3 separate regions of the Zea mays genome follow, and all the other regions are linked to region 1. The links are chromatin contacts, called in public Hi-C maps. All regions are on one chromosome and are shown on one strand. Each heading gives the region's core, a stretch centred on a gene start, on an enhancer-like site or on the middle of the called end of the contact. The rest is flanking DNA. Distances are from core to core; before and after follow the strand shown. Region 1 holds the start of LOC103629174 (trihelix transcription factor GT-3b). Region 2 has its middle 24 kb from the start of LOC103629169. Region 3 holds the start of LOC100277145.

Evidence for each region. Hi-C and Micro-C count contacts between places; a contact is called where the count stands out from the background.
Region 2: a Hi-C map of ear shows a contact between it and region 1, with 4 times the contacts expected there. The contact joins the enhancer-like site here to the promoter of LOC103629174 in region 1. A contact is called at or near these places in 2 of 25 Hi-C or Micro-C datasets (bundle sheath and ear).
Region 3: a contact with region 1 is called in a Hi-C map of endosperm, with 2.5 times the contacts expected there. The contact joins the promoter of LOC100277145 here to the promoter of LOC103629174 in region 1. A contact is called at or near these places in 2 of 25 Hi-C or Micro-C datasets (bundle sheath and endosperm).

What each region holds. Positions count from the first base shown.
Region 1 is chr6:33,467,671-33,472,057 of Zm-B73-REFERENCE-NAM-5.0, forward strand. It overlaps LOC103629174 (trihelix transcription factor GT-3b), which reads right to left and starts at 2,250. Exons shown (of 2, transcript XM_023300439.2): 1 at 889-2,250. The coding sequence starts at 2,024. The coding sequence ends at 1,017.
Region 2 is chr6:33,141,819-33,146,757 of Zm-B73-REFERENCE-NAM-5.0, forward strand. No RefSeq gene overlaps it. Among protein-coding and RNA genes, the nearest start is that of LOC103629169, 24 kb to the left of the region's middle. Within about 2 kb of position 3,608, at least 18 of the 20 cell types and tissues checked have an H3K27ac peak or open chromatin away from gene starts, as enhancers often do. A contact at or near this core is called in bundle sheath and ear, where this site is marked.
Region 3 is chr6:33,031,126-33,036,197 of Zm-B73-REFERENCE-NAM-5.0, forward strand. LOC100277145 reads left to right here and starts at 1,606. Exons shown (of 2, transcript NM_001150796.1): 1 at 1,606-2,404; 2 at 2,948-3,760. The coding sequence starts at 1,684. The coding sequence ends at 3,480.

The sequences.
Region 1 (4,387 bases), core at 1,000-3,499:
CTTTACCCATGCAACTGAAGAGAGAGAGAGAGGAAACGGAGCAAGATCTTGCGGCTACTAGGCCGTGTCGCTCAAAAGCTACGCAGGGCCTGCAGAGACATATCACCACACACACCCGTTTTCGAGTGGATCGGAAAAGCACCGACCATGGTGCGGGAGGTCCTACGGATCATCTTGTAAAGACTAAAGACGACGGAGGAAAGAGGAGGCCTCGAGATCGATCTCTATATATGGGGAGAAGTACCAAGGAGAAGCTAAGAGCATGCATCCATCCTTCCGATCCATGCACTTGTAAAGCCAGAAAAAGCTCAATAAGCCGATCCTGAAGCTGAGGATATGATGAAATTAGCTAAGCCTACTTATAGTATCAGTGATGGCTACTAAACAAATATGAGATTGCATGCATGGTGAGCTGCAATATATAGATCATGAAACCCTTTTCACCACCTACCTAACAAGCATATATATATGCCATGTATACACATCACCTCATGCATGCATTCTAGCAGAGAAACCCTAATCAACAAAGATCATGGGGGTGATGCATGGACATGGATGGATTGATCGATCACTGCACCGGTGGTCGATGTCCATCTAAATATGTAAAGTAGAGTAGCTATCCGGCCGACGATGCGCACGCTTCGCGGTGAAACATCGTTTTTTTTTCCTTCTCCTGAGCAAGAATCCAACAAACAAGTAGTGCCACGCATCAGAAGAAGATTTATATGATCGATCGACTAGCTAGTGCTAGCTAGCAGTAGATCGATCGATCGATCGATCGACGCATGGAGGCTTATGCATGATGGAGGTAGCTAGCTTTGGTGAAGTTGTGCACTACGGATGATGAGCGAGTAGGAGTAGGGCGTGCGTGGGTTGTTTGGTCCGTACCGGTGGGCGGGGGGTCGAAGGATTCGCCGATTCGGATGGACGAGCTGGTCGCGTGGCGCGCGCGCGCGAGGGAGACCATCGATCGATGGATGATGCATCATGCATGCCGATCGACGCAGCACGACACGTCAGCAGTCGGCGCCGCCGAGCTTGGCGAGCAGCGCGGCGACGAGCTGGTGGCGGCGCTCCTCGCGCTCCTCTGCGCGCGCGCGCAGGGCGTCCTCGCGCTCCCGCCAGCGGCGCACGAGCGCGAGGCGCTCCTCGCCCAGCGCGACCATGGCGGCGCGCCACTCCTCCTCGCGCGCCCGGCGCTCGGCCTCGCGCGCCTCGGCGGCCTCCGCCCAGCGCTCCTCCATCTCGGCCTGCCGGCGCATGAACTCCCGCAGCATGGCCTCCACCTCGCCCTGCCCCGCCGCGGCCCTAGCGGCGGCGGCGCGCGCCTGCTTCCGCCTGCGCTTCTTCGCGCCGGCCCTGCCGCCCGCGTCCGCCGCAGCAGGCAGGCCCCCGCCGGCCTCCTCGTCGCCCGCCGCGGCCTCTTCGTCCTCGTCCTCTTCGTCGTCGTCAACATCGGCGGCGTCGTCCCCCTCGCCGGCGCCTTCGTCGTCCAGCGCCGCCGCCGCCGCCGTGCGGACGCCCTTGCCCTTGGCCCTCTTCCTCTCCAATGCCTGCGCGCGCTCGGCCCTGGCGTCGAATATCCGCCGCACCTCGTCGTGGAACGGGAACTGCGGCCTCGGCTGCTGCTGCTGCGCGGAGGCCGGGTCGGCCGCGGCGGCGGCGGCGGCGGCCTCGGTGCCCTTGAACCTGGTGACGAGGTTCTTCCACTTGGACTTGCACTGGTCCGGGGTGCGCGCGAAGCCCTGCGCGTGGAGGCGCGCGGAGACGGCCTCCCAGAGCGCCTTGTTGCGCTTGGTGGTGAGGAAGGAGTGATCGAGGTCGGCGCGCACGGCGAGGAAGGCGGCCGTCTCGGCGTGGGACCACTGCGGGAGGCGCTCCCGCTCGAGGCTCGCGCTGGAGGCGGCGGAGACGGAGGGCAGCTGCGGGGGCGGGGGCGGCAGGGGAAAGTGCGGCGGCGACGGGGAGAGGAGCGGGTGGTAGGGATTGGAGAAGGAGCTGTTGAGGTGGTGGAAGGGATCCATGGCGGAGGCGCGCGGTGGGGATGGTTGGATTTGGACGCGGGGGGAGGGAGACGGAGGACGGCGGCAAAAGTGGAGCGGAGGGATGATGTGATCGAGGCCAAGGGCGGCGTGCGGGCGGTCAGGTCAGTGGTGGGAATTGGGATGGAAATGGAAGTCAAGAGCAGGAGAGGAGAGGAGAGACAGCCGGGTTGGCCTTGGCCTTGCCGCACACGGGACCAAGACCAGTAGACCACCACCAAGAGAAGGCAGAGAAAGAGAGGTGTTGTTGGACGCCTGCTGCTGGGGTGCTGGGTTTCAACGCGGAAACGGCTTGCTTTCATATTGCTTTTTCTTCGCAAGATCTGGATCCTATGCGCCGCTCGCCCTGCCTTCATTCATGCTTCACGCCACACCAATAATCAGTCCCCACGTAATCCTGCGCATTCTACCCAGTCCTAACCTAAGACACTATTTATAGTCATTTCCTCTCCAGTACAAAAATTAATATTATTAAACTAAATTTAATACTCTTCTTCTTTGGGATATCGTGTTGAAACAAAGTCTTATGCAAAACACATCTTTCTTCGTTTATTGTTTGCCACATCATATTTTAGGCTATGTGGCAGCTAAATTAATGCTATAGAAACTGGATGACGTGAAGGGTTGGAACTGCTCTAAGGGCTCTTTTGGAACAAAGAGAAACTTCTTGAATCCTACATTTATCTTGTGTTTTTGAACTAATTCCTGTAAAATTTCTATACCATTCCTATGAAATTCCCGCGTTCCAAATATCGAGTGGATATCTCACTTTGATCAACGTTTTAAGTCCCTCTTTGGCAGGGCTTAAGCTCCTCTAAAAACATCTCTAGCTCTAGCTCCGCTCGTTCATATTGGCTTCTCCGGAGGAGCAAGAGCCATTTTGCAATTCATTTGGCAAAACAACTTCTCCCGTGTGTTCTTTAGAATGGTGTACGAGGAAAATGTCCATAGTGTCCATGTCTCATTTTTTGGTTGTACATGTATAAGAGGCATAGTTGTATTATGTACGAATATTAGAACATCAAACATGGTCATATTGTACATAAGATTGTGTCATACTTTTCAAATTTATACATCCATATAGGCAATTTCATACATCATGTTCAAGAAGACCTAAAAAGAAAGATTGTTTTTGCAATGCCATCATGAAATCTATCCATGGAGCGATCGTTGGAGTACAGACATTATATGTCGGATGCATTTCTATATCTAGATGGAATGGTTGGCACGCATTTGGGGTTGTGATTGAAAGGGAAATGGACTTAATCATTTCCTATAATCGATTTTGGTGATTGACGACCAACACAAACCACGTGGACTAACTAGTTTGTCTAGATGTCATTTATCTCAGGTGCATAGGGTTCAACACAAACCAAGAAAGAAATTCAGTTAGGGACTCAATCAAAAATTGGAGCAAGACTGAGAGTGTGCTGCCAAGTGGCGCACCAGACACTGTCTGGTGTGCACCGACACATGTAGCCAGCGAACCAGCCACTCTCGGGTTTCTTCTGGGCACGCTCCACTAAAATTCACCGGACTGTCCGGTGAGCCAGCGGAGCAACGCCCCCCCTGCGCGCCAATGGTCGACTGCTCAGATGAACAGTGGTGAATAGTGGCGCACAGAAGTCAAAGGTCACAGGACTGTCCGGTGCAGCAAAAAGACAAAACACTCCAACGGTCAACAGCTCCAAACCCTAACGGACGCGCTAACGTGGCGCGCACCGGACAATAAACAGTGACTGTCCGGTGCACCACCGGACTATTCGGTGCGCCACCAGACTATCCGTTGCGCCCATCGACAGCAAAGTCAGCCAACGGCTAGGAAGTGGTTGGGGCTATAAATACCCCCAATCACCTCATTCAAAGAAATCCAAGTGTTCTGAATTCAACATTCGATACAAGAGCAAAAGACTTCACTCCAAGACACATTCAATAGATCAAAATCCTCTCCATGTCCCAAAATCAACTCCACCACTTAGTGACTTGAGAGAGAGTTTTTGTGTTCATTTGCGCTCTCATTGCTTGGATTGCCTTCTTCCTTTATCATTCCAATTCTTAAGTGCTTTGTAAAGCTAAGCAAGAGACACCAAGTGTGTGGTGGTCCTTGCGAGGTCTTAGTGACCCATGTGATTAAGAGAAGGCTCACTCGGTCTAAGTGACCATTTGAGAGAGGGAAAGGGTTGAAATAGACCCGACCTTTGTGGCCTCCTCAACAGGGACTAGGTTCTTTGGAACCGAACCTCGGTAAAACAAATCACCGTGTTTACTTGTGTTGATTTCCATTTGATTTGTTTTTCCTATTTCCCCTCTCTAATGTTTCCTTGCTAGTATTGATTTGAGTTTGT
Region 2 (4,939 bases), core at 2,358-4,857, 320 kb before region 1:
CTTGATTATACTTCTTAGTAACTGCATCCTCTTTTTTATCATCCACCTCTTCTTGTGGTGTGCTTATATCAACCCCAACACTTTTTGCTAGAGCTTCCAATTCTTGAGAACTGAGCAAGTCTTCTTCACTATCTTCGAGATTCACTTTATCATCATCATAATCTGAGCCCTCCACCAGACCCTCGGACACACTAGACCTTATTTTTCCTTTATCATCTTCTGGAGAAAGGACAGTTTTGTCAAAATCTGTCCCAACCTGACTGTCTTTAGTTTGTAAGAACACATGTTTCTCCTCATCTGTCTCTTTCCTTATCTTTTTCCCATTTTTTCCTTTTACCCACCACCCCCTATGCTGGGTATCCACAGAAGCTCTCTTTCCCAAGTTACCACTCTCTTCATTCCAACCTTCCTCTTCAACGCCATCAATTTTGAAAAAATGTCAAACAGGTAAGGTTTTACCCCAACTTCAAGCACAGGGGGGATCATAGAGATGCTTTTGACATGCACCTTGAACCTCACGCAATTTTGCATTTCTAAAGCTTTTAGATCCACCTCCTCAACAGCACCCAATGCCGAGCCTAGCTCGCAAATAGCCTGGAAATTACGTAACTCCTCAGGAACATTTTCTGCCACCACCCATATCGTATGCAGTCTTGCCTTGGCAGTGGCTGAAGATATCCATGGAACCACTGAGATCTTCACTCCTGACATCTTCATTTTTAACTCTGGAAATTGAACCATTTCATCCAGTCTCTCCTGTGAAGGAAATTGCATGATGTACCCAACCTGGCACTTGGTTGCTTTCCAAACACGTCCCCACGGGAAATGGAAGTCAAAGTCCTTTACCAACTCTTCTGCAGAGACTCCTCCCTCCAGAACTTTTACCAAACCTAAGGCATTAGGTTTGGTTTTTTGAGTTGAGATTTAGCAAATTGCATCATGTAGAAGCCTAATCCATCAGCTGCCATCCCGACTATAGGCATGGTCGGTTTGGTCTGTTTAGGCCAAACACACTTCACCGTAACATGGGTGTCTTTCCTACAAATCTCACACCATAAATTTTTGCTACAGTCTCTAGCATGATGACCTTCATCCCCACATTTCTGACAGAACAATTTCCTTCCCGAATCAATCTCAGTAAGCGATGATGGGGCAATGGGATTAGGAATACCTGCGCTCTCGATTTCCCCTGATGTCGACGACCCCGGGAGAATAACCTTGGGGCCACCCCTACCCAGAGGTGGTCTGAGCCGCCAGCTCAGATTCCGATTTCTTCCCCATGGGGGAGTCACCTGCTGATCACGGGGTCCTCTCCTGTCCCATCCTTGACTCCGCTGCTTCGGATCCATCATCCGGAGACCCTTAGCTCCCAACCTCGGCCACTCTTCCAGCTCGGATGGGGGTCTGAATGGTAAACGATGCCAGCCACCTCCGTAAAGAGAAACGTAATCAGTGGGTAGGAGCCACATCCGAGAGACGAATGCGGCGAGGTGTGGGAGGTTACGGGAACCCACTAGGTCATTCGGACAGCTAGAATCCACGACCATCGGATGCAAATTCGGATGTGAACGACCCCACGTGTCACCCAACGGAGCCTTCTCAAACTGGGCCGTAACCCTGTTCCCAGCTGGGCTGAAATCACCACCACTGGAAAACGTCTGCGCGATTTCAACACCCGGCATCCATCCCGTCCAAATTTTTCCTTGCATATCATGGAAAGAGCCTGTACGATCATCAGCTTCAAACTCCCAATGCTCCAGATTCCTGGTATTCGACTCAGGAAGCGGAGCCACAGTGAGCGAAGCATGAATTGACAAATGACGAAAATCGCTTCTCATCCCCAATACTGAGGAATGGATAAACGCAGAGGAGAAGGAAGGACAGGGGAAACGACCGACACGTTCGTCTGAGTTGTAGAAGACCGAATGATTTGTCGCAACTCAGAACCACCACTACCAAATCACACCCACCCGACCAAACGAAATGAAATGCAATCGACGAACTCGAGGAAAAAAATGTAGAAGCAAAACAGAGAGCAATCCACTAAGAACGAGAAGCGAAAAAGGCCTCAAACCTGCCGACGGGTACTCAGACCCACCTGAGGAGCGACCCAAGTCTCCGATAGATTCAGCAGCTCGAGATTGCACACCACCAGACGACGGGGGACGCGATGAGGCAGCGACGAGGAGGGTGGTGCGACGGGTGGCCGGGATGGAGAGCCGGAGAGGAGACGCCTATCAGGGGAGCAGAGGAAGGCGGGAGGAGATGGTAAAAAGGGGGATGCGCGAGGAAGGCCGGGGCGGTGCTCCAGCGAGGTGCGGGAGGAGGCGAGGGAGGATGGGCAGAGGTAGGCGGAGGAGGCGAGGGAGGCCGGGGCGGTTCTCCGGCGAGAGGGGCGGTGCTCCAGCGAGGTGCGGGAGGAGGCGAGGGAGGAGGGGCAGAGGAATTTAAATCACAAGCTAAGTGTAATAAGTATAGCTAGAATTTAAGCAAAATAGGTGTAATGATGTTAGATGAAAGTAGATGGATGTCTCTGTCTATATAACAAGAATTGTATATACTGAATTGGGTTCAAGTGATCCGGCCGATGATTAGATGCAGACTGCTCCTTCCTAGCATGCCCCGCCCAAACGACGGCCTAAGAAACTACCACAGGCCAATACGCACATAGATCCAACAAACTAGAAGCTGGACTATTGCAACTGCAAGCAAACGAACTCATACCGTGGTTCAAGAATAACAGCGGTGCTGGCTGTCCACGTCGCGGTGTGTGTGGAACGGCGGCGAGATAAAATCTCCGGCGGCGTCGGCGAATTCTGGGTGCGGCGGCTCCCTCCCTCTCTCTCTCTGCAATGGCGATGGCCCGCAAGGTCTCTGCGACGAAGGCTCTAGTAGATGGATCATGTCCTTTACAAAGGTTTACAATCACAATACAAGTTATCACGGGCCGATTGGTCATTTCATCTTTAAGTCGGTGCATTTGGAAATATACTCTGAAACCCTCTGATTAATAGCTTCGGCTTTGTGCCAGTCTTCCGAAGGTGTTTCTTCTTATGGAACCTTCGGCGACGAAATAGGCCCCAACAGTGCGCAACCAAACGGGCTTGCTAGCTACTAGTGAGCTACGCCACGCGCCTGCCGGGTGATGAAACGTTTAACGGAACGATGATGTATGTATGTCTGTCTGACCGACCTGACCTACACGCTATCGCGTTAGATTTTGCACTGCACGCGATGCGACGGACAACGGGACAAGCTAGCTAGCTATAGCGCGCACCGGCACCGGCATCTATAGCGACGGCGACGGCGACGGCGACGGTGGCGCGCGCGGGCCATCTTGCGGTGTGCAGCTGCGCCGGTGCGGGCGGACGGACTCGGCGCGCGGGCCGGCCGGCCGGGGAGCGCGTGGATCGGAGCCGCGCGTCGCCATCGCCCGCCAGGCCGCCACCACACCACCGTCGCACACCTGGACCGGCTCGGCGCAACGGACGGTGACCGCCGAGAGCGAAAAGCCGCTTTCTTCCCTTTCCCGTCGCGCCCAAGCCCAACCAGTGCAGCCACCCTCGCATGGCGGGTTTTTTTTGACCCTTTCGTCGTCGTTCGTTTCCGTTCCACCGCGCGCAACCCCGTGGAGGAGCGGAGCGGAGGCTTGTGCGCCACACCGTGACCCCCATCTTCTGGTTGCATCCAATGTACGGACTCCCTCCTGACCACACACACAGACACACAAAACAAAAAAAAAACAATTTTAATGTATCTCTTCGCCGAAACTAATTTCGATTTTCTGGATGGATGCCGGGGTTGCATTCTGTTTTCTTTTCCCTTTAGGCCCTGTTAGTTTTGTGTTAATCTATAGGAATTAAGGGAATCAAATCCCATATAAGTCAAAATCCTCTCCAATTCCTTCCAATCCCCCTTAATCTCTATAATTTTGGGATCAAACGAACATGTCCTAAAGCAAACCTGATCAACCTGAAGATATTTGATGGTAATTAAAAAAAGACGTTTTTTTAACAGATGAATTGGAAAACAGAGAAGCCGGTTCTAATCGCTTCTACTGTTTCTAAAGTATTTTTATCTCTAAGAATTGCAGCTATATAGCTGTCGAAACAACTGACTTTAATCCAAAACGAAAAAAACAATTGTGAACTACCAACCATTGGAGCACCATGCCATGTTTCCGGTCTGTCCGAGGAAGGGCGTGCGTTCCACACTCACAAGCAACAACAAAGATACGAGATACGAGGGAGGCCAGGCGGCATGGCATGGATGGGGTATGTATGATAAACGCCGCTTCGTTCAGGTTTCCAATGCTTGGAAGCAAGAAATAGGGTCTCCTTAGAGATGTCAATGAGGACCTAATATCTGCTAACCCGTGGAGAATTCTTCTATTAGGGTACGGATATGGGACAAAAATTGTCCTCATAGGTATAGATATGGGACAAAATCTCCACCCATTGAGTAAACGGGTATGAGTTTGGGAAGTAAAAATCCGAACCCGATTAACTATGAGTATTTCATACGTGTACACATGTCCTGTTTATATGAATAAGTTGAGGCCGAGCCGACCACTAAGTCCAACACGGCAGCGCACCAAACCCCAGGTCCTAGCCCAACAAAACAACTAGCAGACTAGCAAAAAACAAAACCCTAAAATAACCAGCCATACACTACACCGACTGCTAGGAGCTTAGGACGACGGTGACGACCATGGATTCTCAGGCACCAACGAACTCGGATGGTGACCAAGGAAGGTAAGGAGACTCTATTTCTCCATTTCTTCTATTGGTCACGAAGTACTGATTTCTTTTTGATGGATGGATGAATGGATCATAGTTCATGGATGAGTGCTTGCGGATGTGGTGATGTATGAAATCTAGATAGTTTGTACTAGTTGTTAGTACCTAGTTATCCCTTAATTGGGGATGAGGACCCATTG
Region 3 (5,072 bases), core at 356-2,855, 440 kb before region 1:
TTTATATTAAATATATAGATCCAGTCGATCGAACACCATCATTCAAAGTGGCTTATTTATGTCGATACGTGCACTTACCTCGTATATCCTAGAAGTGAGTAGAGGTAAAGTTCCTGAAATAGTCCTTGCAAGGATATGGAATCCTTTTGCTAAATCTTTATGTGCATATACTTCCAGAAGAAGATGTTTTGGCTTATTGATACAGTTTTGCAAGGATAAGGGAGAGCACATTTCTAAAGTTAGCCCTTGTAGAAGATTCGATAGAATCTAGATCCCAGAGGATCGAAATCTGTCCCGATGACAGCTGTTGTACTCTTTTTCCCTTGGTGAGTTTTCTTGAAGTTTCTCACATGAGGTTTTTAACGAGGCAACAAAGTGCAAATGCAATTTGTATCACCATGCACTCTTTCTCCATATTTTTCCCACTGGGTTTTTCGGAGTTTTAACGAGGCATGTGTTGGTCGCGGTATTCGCCCAAGGGGGAGTGTTAAGTAACCCTAGATAGGGTTATGTGGGCAAATACCTGCTTTGCCCCTGAGGGGTTTCACATCTCTATATAAGAAACATGTACACCTCCTCATAATAGAGAGATCAGAAAGAGGCCAGAGGCCCAACCCTATATCCAGTGTCTCGTGTGTTTCCTCTGTCGAGTTTATGGGAAGGGAGACGAGTTCTCTACATCTTCTTGCGCCTCTACTGCTGACGGGAGAAAAGTGAGCGGATCTGGTGATGTATGGTAACGTAGTTACCAACACTGTAGTTCCTCGTGTAGCCGTGACCGTGTGAAGCGGGGAGGGCCGGAGGGAGACCGATCCGGCCGAGCAGCAGTGGCCAGTAAGCAGAGCAGGCTGCCACTGCGACTGCGACTCTGGCATTGGCAGAGGCCCCAGAGAGAAGAGCCGAGACCTGTCCTGTCCAGGAGGCAGCGGCAGGGTCAGGTGCAGTGCAACAGGCTCAGCCATGCAGACGCCAGACGCAGAAGCTGACTGCTGACCTGACCTGACATGGCGCCTGGCTTGGGTCGTCCATGGACCCCCGGAGGCCCGGACCACGACCCTCGCCCCGGTTTGGGTTTGAAACCAATACTACTGCTGCTGCTCATGGGCCCGACCCGAAGCGCCGGCGAAGAAGTCTCGTGTGGGGTAGATGGATCGGGGTGGCAGGCTCAGGCCCACCAGTACAAGGCTTGCCCGCCTTTTCCTCAAACCCGTAACAGGCCGCAGCAGGACGGTAACCTCGGCGCGTTTTCAAACGGAGTGCCCGCCCACGAAAGCAGCACGGCACGGTGCTCCTCCTTTCCGCTGTCCTCCTCCTCGAAGGCTCGAACGCTTTTTTTTTGTCTCCTCCTCCGCCCGTTGCAAAAGGTAAGCCCGACCAAAATTTTTCTTTAACTAAAGATGGCTTATTTTTGCCCTCCGAATAATTTAGGTTATAGGAAAACAAAAATAAAAATACGGTGATCGTTAAGGTCCCATTCCATTCCGTTCCGTTCCATCTCGCAGTGCAGCGTCTTCCTTCAATGCTTCCTCTGTTTCCCTTCCCTCCGCCCCCGGTTCAAAGAGGCCACAGGCCAGCACACCTTCTTGAGGGACCCTTCTCGGTCGTTTCTGCCCATTCCACTCCACTCCACTCTCCCGTGCCGAGCACCTTCTTGAGGGGACCCTTCACGAGCAGCCCGCGCGCATGGCGTCGTCCTCCGCGTTCGCGCTCGACTTCCTGCGGCGCCTCCTCTGCGCGCGCAGCGCCGGCGACCGTCCAGACGCCGCCGCACGCCACACGTGCGCGCCGGAGACGGACGACGAGCCCACGAGGAGCCCCTGCATTGTGGCCAGGCTCATGGGCCTGGACGCGATGCCGCCGGAGGCTTCGCACGCCCAGCCCCCGCGGACGCCGCTGCTGCGGCGCAGCCGCTCCGCGGAGGGCTCGCCGCGTCAGTGCGAGTGGGACCGGGACAACACGCAGCCGCCGCTGGCGGTCCGGGCGTCCGCGTCGCTGCGGGAGAGGCCGGCGTACCTGCGGCAGGAGAGCGACGAGTTCCTGCTCCTCAGCTTCAGCCCCGATGACCCGGACCCGGACCCGGACCGGGAGCGCGACGTCCGGGAGGAGCTCGAGTTCCTGCTCGCCGCCACGGCGGCCACGAGGCGCGGCGGGCGGGCGAGGTCGGGCGCGCCGGGGGGTAAGCGGGGGCGGAACGGGCGCCGCCGCAGGCTGCGGTTCGCCGGCGACGACGAGGCGGAGTCGCTGTCCCCGGCCTGCGCCGGCCTCCGCAGGTGGGCGGACTGCGACGCGCACTACTCCAGCCCCGTGTCTGTGCTGGAGGCGCACGACGAGTCGTCCACCACCACCACCACATCGTCTTCCTTGGATGAGGTGGAGCACGCGGAGCCCTGCTCCGCTGCCTCAGGTTCGTCCTGCTCGCTTCGGCGCTTCCTAAATTCAACTGAGTTGATGCGCATCACTGCCTGCTAGGCGCCTTCATCTTTTTGCGCGAGACGAGATTGCTAGCAAGAAAACTGGAGTGCTAAGCTTTGGTGGACAGTCTGTAGAATCTACTGTCAAAGTTCTCTATCTTTCCGAGTACATGTCCGTCGTCGAGCTAAAAAAAAGCTGATCAGAACTTCACATGAGAATTGCGGTCCATCCGCAACAATCTGTCAAGTTTGTAGTATCAAAGTTTGTTCTGAGAGGGAAAAAAACCCACATCATGTCAGAATAGCAGCCCATATCCAACAATCTGCCAGAAATGTTACATTTTTAGATTTACGTCTTCTAAATATGGATCACTTATTCACTTCTTCTAGATATTGATCTCTAATCAGGCCACGTCTCCAAGGCGGTGCGATCCAAGTTTCCCTAACCTCATTTTCATGTCGCTTCATGCTGTGCCCTGAATGCTGCTTCTTCCTGCTGCTGCTGACAGCGCTGTTACCGTATCCACTTCCCGCAGATGAACCTCAGACAACACTGGAACATCAGAACTCAAGCAGGAAGCTGCACCTGCACCCCCCGGACCTCGACCAGCCGGGCACGCCGTCGCCACCGCGAAGCTCCTGCCACGTCTCGAGATGCTCAGACAGCGAGAGGAGGAGGAGGAGCAGGAGAGCGGTGAGCGAGGACGAGGAGGTGGTCACGCCGGACGTGTCCGTCGCCTGGCAGCCGGTCTGCAGGCTGGTCGAGGAAGGTCTGAGGAGCACGGAGTGGCCGTCGACGCGGGACGGCGCGGACGTCGTCGTCGTCGCCGAGATAGAGTGCGGCGTCCTGGACCACCTCGTGCGTGAGACCGTGGACGAACTCCTCCGGGGAGCGTCTGGAACCGCACGGGCGCAGCGTCCTCTCCCACTCCGACCCGTCTCGAAGACACAGCTGGGTGGGTGGCAAGAACGTTCGGACAGGACGAGCGATCGGATGATGCTACTGAACGAGCGAGAGGTTAGATTCGTATGCTGTGAAACTCTCAAATGCGACCGTAGTCTGGTCTAGGTTTTTTTCATCAAGATCGCTGAAACAAGTGGATATGATGCAAAACATAGCAGCCGGCGTAGGTACAGTACAGACTACAGATATTGCTGAACCTGGAGAAGTACACCAGGATCCGCACTCTCTGTACTGCCAAGCTCCGAACTCTGAAACTGTACATGAAGATGAGACTCCTTGTACTAGCACCTGAATCTGAATGAAGTTAAAACCAAGTTTCTGTGACGAAAATAAGCAACCTGTATACTTTGATGTATTTCTTTCTTCAATAAAAAAAATGTTCGGCAGCTCTTTTAAGATCAGATCATGCATCGAAAATCATCACCCGAACCCAATTCGACGTATTGACAATCCACTCAGGTCAAGTGGCCCATGATCGCTCCGCTACTAAAGTTGGCCATGTCTCTCCTCTGCTCACTCTTATGGAGAAAACGCGCGAAAAGGAGTCCACTTTGTTTTTTGTGAGTTCTCGTGAAGCAGCCCAAGAAGAGAAGCCAAGCCCAAGCCCATGAACGAGTCCACCAGCCAACGGCGTAGGTTTCCCCTACCCTAAATCGCTCGCTAGTCGCTATGGTGATTAAAGAACTAGTAAAAAAACGGAATATAAGTGATAACACTTTTGAGCAAGATGTACATGTTGAGAACTACGTTACCACGGATCACCAGATTCGCTCTCTTCCCTCCCATTAGCAGTAGAGGCGCAAGAAGATGTAGAGAACCTGTCTCCCTTCCCATAAGCACGGCAGAGGAAACACACGAGACACTGGATATAGGGTTGGACCTCTGGCCTCTTTCTGATCTTTTTCTTATGAGGGGTGTACATGTTCCTTATATATAGATGTGAGACCCCTCAGGGGCAAAACAGGTATTTGCCCACATAACCCTAACTAGGGTTACTTAACAGTACTTAACTAGGTGTTCTATTTTGTTGGAGCCAGCAGCGAGAAGTTCACTCCTTTGGCTGAAGACCTGTCTGGTGCCTTCGAGCATATTGAAGGTGAAATTAATGATCTTGACGAAGTTATAGCTGGGCATGGTGACTTCTGTGCCCTGGTAGCTTCTCGAGGCACAACTGTTGCCTTTCTGAAGTCTGGCTGTGAACACGGAAAAATTGTCAATAGACCCAACTTCAGCTTGTCACCAGCAGACTTAGATAACATTCCCAACCTGGCCCGAAGTATTGCGAATAGATTTATAAAATTAGTATGGACAAAGGGTGGACGGAGCAAAGCTGGTGACGAAGCTTGAAGCCACCTTAAGCTGGTAACAAAATCATACTTTATGCTTACCTTTTCCTTTAAATTTTGAATTTATCTTATAATACTTACATACAGGATGACCAAGCCGAAGCTGAAGCTATGGAGTAAAAAGACGAAGCTCCATGAATGCTGACGAAGCTTGAGTAGTTTGTAGAAATAGCTCAAAAAACTCATGTGATAACTTGTATAAAGTATGATGTAATTAAATTTCACTTTGTGGAATTTATCCATACCTTGTAATATAATCTTACCTTTCCGTCAATGTATAAAGTGCTTTGGTGTGGACGAAATTAATATTTTTGAGCCGAAGGTGAAAAACATCTTCCCTTCTTTGCGTAC